Regions from separate parts of the Macaca mulatta genome. Here region 2 is linked to region 1. The links are chromatin contacts, called in public Hi-C maps. All regions are on one chromosome and are shown on one strand. The core of a region is the stretch at or near the end of the contact, and the rest is flanking DNA. Distances in the headings are between cores, read along the strand shown. Region 1 holds the start of PIK3C2A (phosphatidylinositol-4-phosphate 3-kinase catalytic subunit type 2 alpha). Region 2 holds the start of RPS13 (ribosomal protein S13).

The links. A called contact is a pair of places that touch in the nucleus more often than the background predicts.
Region 2: a Hi-C map of fetal cortex germinal zone shows a contact between it and region 1, with 2.7 times the contacts expected there. The contact joins the promoter of RPS13 here to the promoter of PIK3C2A in region 1. A contact is called at or near these places in 3 of 14 Hi-C or Micro-C datasets (cortical neurons, fetal cortex germinal zone and liver).

Annotation. Positions count from the first base shown.
Region 1 is chr14:48,258,671-48,261,612 of T2T-MMU8v2.0, reverse strand. PIK3C2A (phosphatidylinositol-4-phosphate 3-kinase catalytic subunit type 2 alpha) reads right to left here and starts at 1,577. Exons shown (of 34, transcript XM_077963183.1): 1 at 1,440-1,577.
Region 2 is chr14:48,383,475-48,386,416 of T2T-MMU8v2.0, reverse strand. It overlaps RPS13 (ribosomal protein S13), which reads right to left and starts at 1,514. Exons shown (of 6, transcript NM_001265917.1): 1 at 1,457-1,514; 2 at 1,268-1,316; 3 at 1,007-1,085. The coding sequence starts at 1,479.

The DNA of each region.
Region 1 (2,942 bases), core at 328-2,827:
TTGTATACCTCAACTAGGGTCCTTTCGTCTAATTTGCTACTGTGAATAACAGCACCATCCTGTCCAGAGAGGGTTAGATCAAATTAAAAAAAAAAAAAAAAAAAAGGACCATTCTGCTGGGCATGGTAGACCAGCCTGGCTAACACAGTGAGACCCCATGTAAATTAAAAAAAAAAAAAAAAAAAAAAAAAAAGAGCACCAACCCCAACTATGGCAGAGCTGCTAAAGGAGTCTCTTGTGGAGACTTGAACCATAAGCCAAGGAGGCAAAGGTACAAAGTCTCTCCTGGAATTAGTTCCTGGACTTCTGTGCAGCCTTCCCCCTTTCTACTATGTCTTCACCATTCCCCTGCAAACAGCTTTCTTCTTGCATCTCTTCTATGCTGTGGCCTTTGATGCTACAATATATTTAAAAATTTTCCCAATAGAGCTTTTCTGCCTGAAACCCACTAGGAAAGATTTCAGGACATTTCTTTAATAACTAATCTTGTTCAAAGAGGAAGGCCTCCTTCGTTTCACTTAATTCAAACCCCCACTGTTCAAAATAAGAATATAATTATAACCTCAATTTATATCAGGCCAGTATAGGAAAAGAACCACAACAGGCTCTCTCTTCCACGTTCATCTCCAGACTTTTCTCCTTAGTTTCTCCTTCCTCATTTCCCTCCTCAATCCCTCCTCCCCGCCCCCCGCAAAATAATTCCACAGCTAGAGAATCTCGTTTTTAAAGGCAAAAATTCAGTGAGGAAAATAAGTATGTGCCTTTTTTTTCAATTATTTATTATTCCTCCGTCCCTCAGGAAGAGTTAAGCTAGTATTTTTTAATCTGACCGCTCTCTCAGAAGGATGATGCGCTAAATACACACTGAAAGAAAAGTCTTCCCAAAGCAAGTGGATTCGCAGCCACAAGCAACGCGGTGGGAGTGGGGGGCCCGGGGAGAAGAAAAAGTATCCTTGGCCCCCAGAGCCAGAGATGGGACAGGAGGTGAAAGAAGGGGCCGTCACTGAGAAGTGCAACACACACACTCGCCAGAACAATCCGCCAAGAGAATAGGACCGGCCACTGCGGCTCCAGCCCGGTCCCGCGGGACAAGGCTGGGGAGGGGGGGCCGGCGGGCCAGGGGGCCTGCCCTCCTTCTGTGGGACAAAACTAACTCCCAGGCGCACCTCCGCTCCCGACAAGAGGGGCCTGGTGGGGACGCGGGCTCCTAGCACCTCCAGCGCAGCACTTGCCGACGGCCTGCGGGGAAGTAAGGCCCGGAGGGAGGGGAGTCGGGCTGGGCAGCGCCAAGAGCACGGGATGGAGGGTCAGACGCGGGCACCCAAGGCACTGGGGGCCGCGACAAGAGACCCTTCCAGCCCGGGAACCCCGGGGCCCCTCTCCACCCTCGCAGAGCAGGATCCCGAATATCGTCCCCAGCCGCACCGACCGCTCCTCACCTCAAGCTGCCTGAGCCTCCGCCTCTACTACAACCTGAGCCGCCGAAGCCGCCACAGTCCGAGCCATTTTTCCCCTCAGCTGGCTCAGCCGCCGCCGAGAGCTTCGGCCGACTCCACAGCCAGCCAAGCCAGCACGTCACTTCCGACCAGGGAAGCACCGCCTTCCCCGCCCGGGCTTGTTGTGAATTGGCTGGCGCGGACGGCCTACCTGAGCGGGCGGGCGGGGCTTTGTCGCTGCCCGTGTGGCGTGAGCAAGGGAGCTGGGGCGCTGGGGAGCACGAGCCCAGGGGACCAGGGTCCGGATCCCTCCCGGGGAATGCTGAGCAGGCTCCGGACCCTCTCCGTGCACACCCCAGACCTGGGGAGGGGAGCTCCCAGGACACCCCAGCTGGCCGCTCCTCGGGCCCTGCGTCCGAAGCCCCGCACTGAAGTACCCTATTGTTCCTACCCCCTCTCCCGGGACTCCGCACCCTCCTCCGTCTAGGCTGAGGTTCCCAGATTTGTGTCTTGGCCCCCGGCGGCGCCGAGATTACTTTGTGATTGGAAGACTGAAAGGAACAGGCGAGACTTAAACTCCTCCACTCCAACCAGCATTTACCGAGGCCTCATGGTGGGTCAGGTGGTGTACGGTGGGTAATTAGTAGCCTATCACGTGGTTTCTGTAAAATGCTTGATAGCACGTAAAACGCTTTCAGGTCGGCATCTCGTTTCATCCTCACAACAGCCAGGTAAGGAAGATATCCCCATGATAATAACTCACAGCCAGACGACTCTTTCTACATTACAAAGTATTTTCACATGCAATCTCCATAATAATACCTTCTTATTGAGAATTTAATGAGATTATGCTTGTCGTTTGGTCCTCATGTGTGAGATTTAAAAATTACGTAACCATGGGAAGAGATAGGAAAATTATCCCCATTTACAGATGGTGCTTCTGGGGCACAAAGATGTTAAGCGGAGAGGAAAGATTCCATAGCATTTTACAACAGATTGTCCTTTAAGCAATAGGAGAAGGGGGTCCACATCATCCAGACGTTCACTATCTAATGTAGCAGACTGATTTAGCCTGCATTTCTCAGCCTAAACTAAAAATTATCAGCCTATATGTATATACGCATAATTAGAAGGCTCTAAGAGAAGTTGAACCTTCAGCAAATAACGGGAAAGAAAAAATGGTCTGATTTGGCTGGGACGGGGGTCGGAGAAAGGGGGCTAGGGCAATGGGGAGTGTGGAGTGGATGAATCCCTCATAGCGCTGTAATAAACATGCCTACACCTCCCCAGGGATGGGAAAATTGGATGGAGTTTCTATTCTATGGGGAATTCTAGAAGCAAATGTGTGATTATTTCTTATGGCTGTAGCTACCGGCTCTTGTGCACCCCCACTTCTTACTCCTTTCTTTCCCCCCAAACCCGCCCCTCCTCCATGCACACACACTTCCAGGCAGGCTACACGTTCTAGAAGAATGTCCCTTAGAAATCAACTTAGTTCCGCAGCAT
Region 2 (2,942 bases), core at 265-2,764, 120 kb before region 1:
CTGAGGTCAGGAGTCTGAGACCAGCCTGGCCAATATGGTGAAACCCCGTCTCTACTAAAAAATACAAAAATTAGCCGGGCGGGGTGGTGCTGCCTGTAGTCCCAGCTACTCCGGAGGCAGAGGCAGGAGAACTGCTTGCATGAACCCAGGAGGTAGAGGTTGCAGTGAGCCGAGATCGTGCCACTGCACTCCAGCCTGGGCGACAGAGTGAGAATCCGTCTCAAACAAAAACAAAAAAACACACAAATTCGCCAGGCCTGGTGGTGGGTGCGTGTAATCCCAGCTATGCGGGAGGCTGAGGCAGGAGAATCGCTTGAATCCAGGAGGTGGAGGTTGCAGTGAGCTGAGATCGTGCCACTGCACTCCAGGATGGGCGACAAGAGCAAGCCTCTGTCTCAAAAAAAAAAGAAGAAAAAAAAAAAGGTGGCGCCTCTCTGTCACCCAGGAGTGCAGTGGCTTCATCATAGCTCACTGCAGCCTAGGACTTCTGGGCTCAAGTGATCCTCCCACCTTTGCACCTGTATCTGGAAATACAGGCACATTGCCGCTGGCTTTTTTGGGCGGGGGAGTAGGAGGCTAGTATATTCTCAGGCCCCAGAACCATGTTCAGCACACAGAAGGCAAACATTTGCTGAATGAAGCCACTTGCACGAAGTCACATGCAACTGAGATTCAAACCACACCTAACTGTGAAGAACTGTATCAGGCACTCTGCTTAGCCAATTCCAACTCCTCCACTTGAGAGCTGTGTGATTTGGGGCTGGTTAGTATCCAGCTGCACTGTGCCTCTGGATCCTCAACTGTAAACTGGGGGGAAAGCCACGAAGATTTATTTCAAAGTATTGTGGTCAGAATTAAACGAGATCAGTACACGTAAAGTGCTTACAATGATGCCTGTAGCACGGTGCCGAGACCATAGTTTTTGCGATTTTTAAAATAACGTTACCACCTACTAGATCCTACAAGTCACACGAGGACAGGCGAAAGAGGCTACACAAACACTCACCGATTTGTGAAGGAGTCAGGCCCTTCTTGGCCAGTTTGTAAATCTGCTCCTTCACGTCGTCAGATGTCAACTTCAACCACTGTTATGGAATAGAAAGCAACCTTAAGATGAGAACCCAGGAATGCCGCCTAAGCACAGCGCCCTCTCCACCCGCAAAACCGCGCTCCTCATACACGCAAGTTCCTCACCCCGGCGTCGCTTCACCCGAGACAAATGCCACCCCCCTCCTCGGATTCTCCCCGGTCCCAGCGCGCTACTTACAGTGGGGACGCTGCGTCGATAGGGCAAAGCCGACTGGGACAGGCCCTTCCTGGGGAGAGAAGCAGTCTCTAAGTGAGGTGTCGGCTCGTGCCTGAGCAGCCCAGAACATCATCCCCTCGGCCCGCTGCCCACACTCCCTCTCTTCCTCCCACACCCGCCCAGCAATCCGGTTCGATGCCCCGAGCTCACCCGGGAGCATGCATGCGACCCATGATGGCGGCAGTCAGGCAGCGAAAGGAGAGCGAGGATGCAAACGCCGTAGGAAGCCACCCAACACGCAGGAAGTGACCTCACACGTCCACGCTTCCTCGCACGCAGGAGGCGGAGCTACGCTGCGCAGTCACCGTCGTCTGTGTGACTACATCTCCCGAAATGCATTTCAGCGTCGCAAGCGATTCGTCAGTCGGCCGGGCCTCATCCCGGCATGCATCGGTCTTTGATCAGCCTTGTGGCCAGAGCGGGAATTTGAGGCTGACAGCAGCTTGCGTTGAAATTCCCTACTTCGGACTCCGAGATCATAAAGATTCGAATGCTGCGCTGTGGGTGGGCATGGAGCAGGTAGGGCTAGAAGAATCAGCCATACACAGGTGTTTGCTCATTCACCAGTGCCTGGCTTTGCCCTGGAACTAGATACCTCAGAGTCGGCCCTGCGCCTAATGAAATAACAGATACAATAGCATGTGATGACCACACGGGAAGCCATGGCTGCAGCTACCCCCCAGCCGGCGCTTCCATTTCTCATTTCTAAATCCTACTCTTATCTGTCACGGGAGAGTCACTGACGGTGAAGAAACGGTCTAAGGAGTTGAACCAGGTCCCCGCGGATGCCTGCCGCCCTCCGCACTCGAATTCCCCTGCGCAGGGCTTTGGGGCGCTGGACTGTCTGGGGAGAAGGGTTGGGCAGAGGCTTACGGAGCCGTGTTCCCAAGTGAGACAGTTGGTGGGCAGGGAAGAGCCTTGGGAGCAAGATTGCAAAGGCCAAGAGGATGAGGGATAAAATGAGGCATTTGAATTTCCTGGGAAAAAGGAACCGTCAAGGAAATAGCTTTTTTTTTTTTTTTTTTGAGACGGAGTTTCGCTCTTGACTCCCAGGCTGTAGTGCAATGGCGCGATCTCGGCTTGCCATAACCTCCGCCTCCCGGGTTCAAGCGATTCTCCTGTCTCAACCTCCTGAGTAGCTGGGATCACAGGCATGCGCCACCACGCCCAGCTAATTTTGTATTTTTAGTAGAGATGGGTTTTTCCATGTTGGTCAGGCTGGCCTTGAACTCTTGACCTCAGGTGATCCGCCCGCCTCGGCCTTCCAAAGTGCTGGGATTACAGGCGTGAGCCACCGCGCCTGGCCGGAAGAAGCTCTTTTAAGACAGACCTAGCCTGGGCAACATGGCGAAACGCCGTCTCGATAAATACAAAAAATTAGCCGGGCGTGCTGGCTGGTGCCTTTGGTTCCAGCTACGAAGGAGGCTGAGGCTGGAGAATCGCTGGAGCCGTGAAGGAGATTGCGGTGAGCCGAGATAGCACCACGGCGCGCCAACCTGGGCAACAGAGCAACACTCTGTCTTAAAAAAAAAAAAAAAAAAAAAAAAAAAGGAAAGAAAAAGACTGACTCAGTGCTGGTACACAACCATGCGTTGAAAGAATGGGCAAATGAAGCAACTTTTAAAAATTTTTGAAT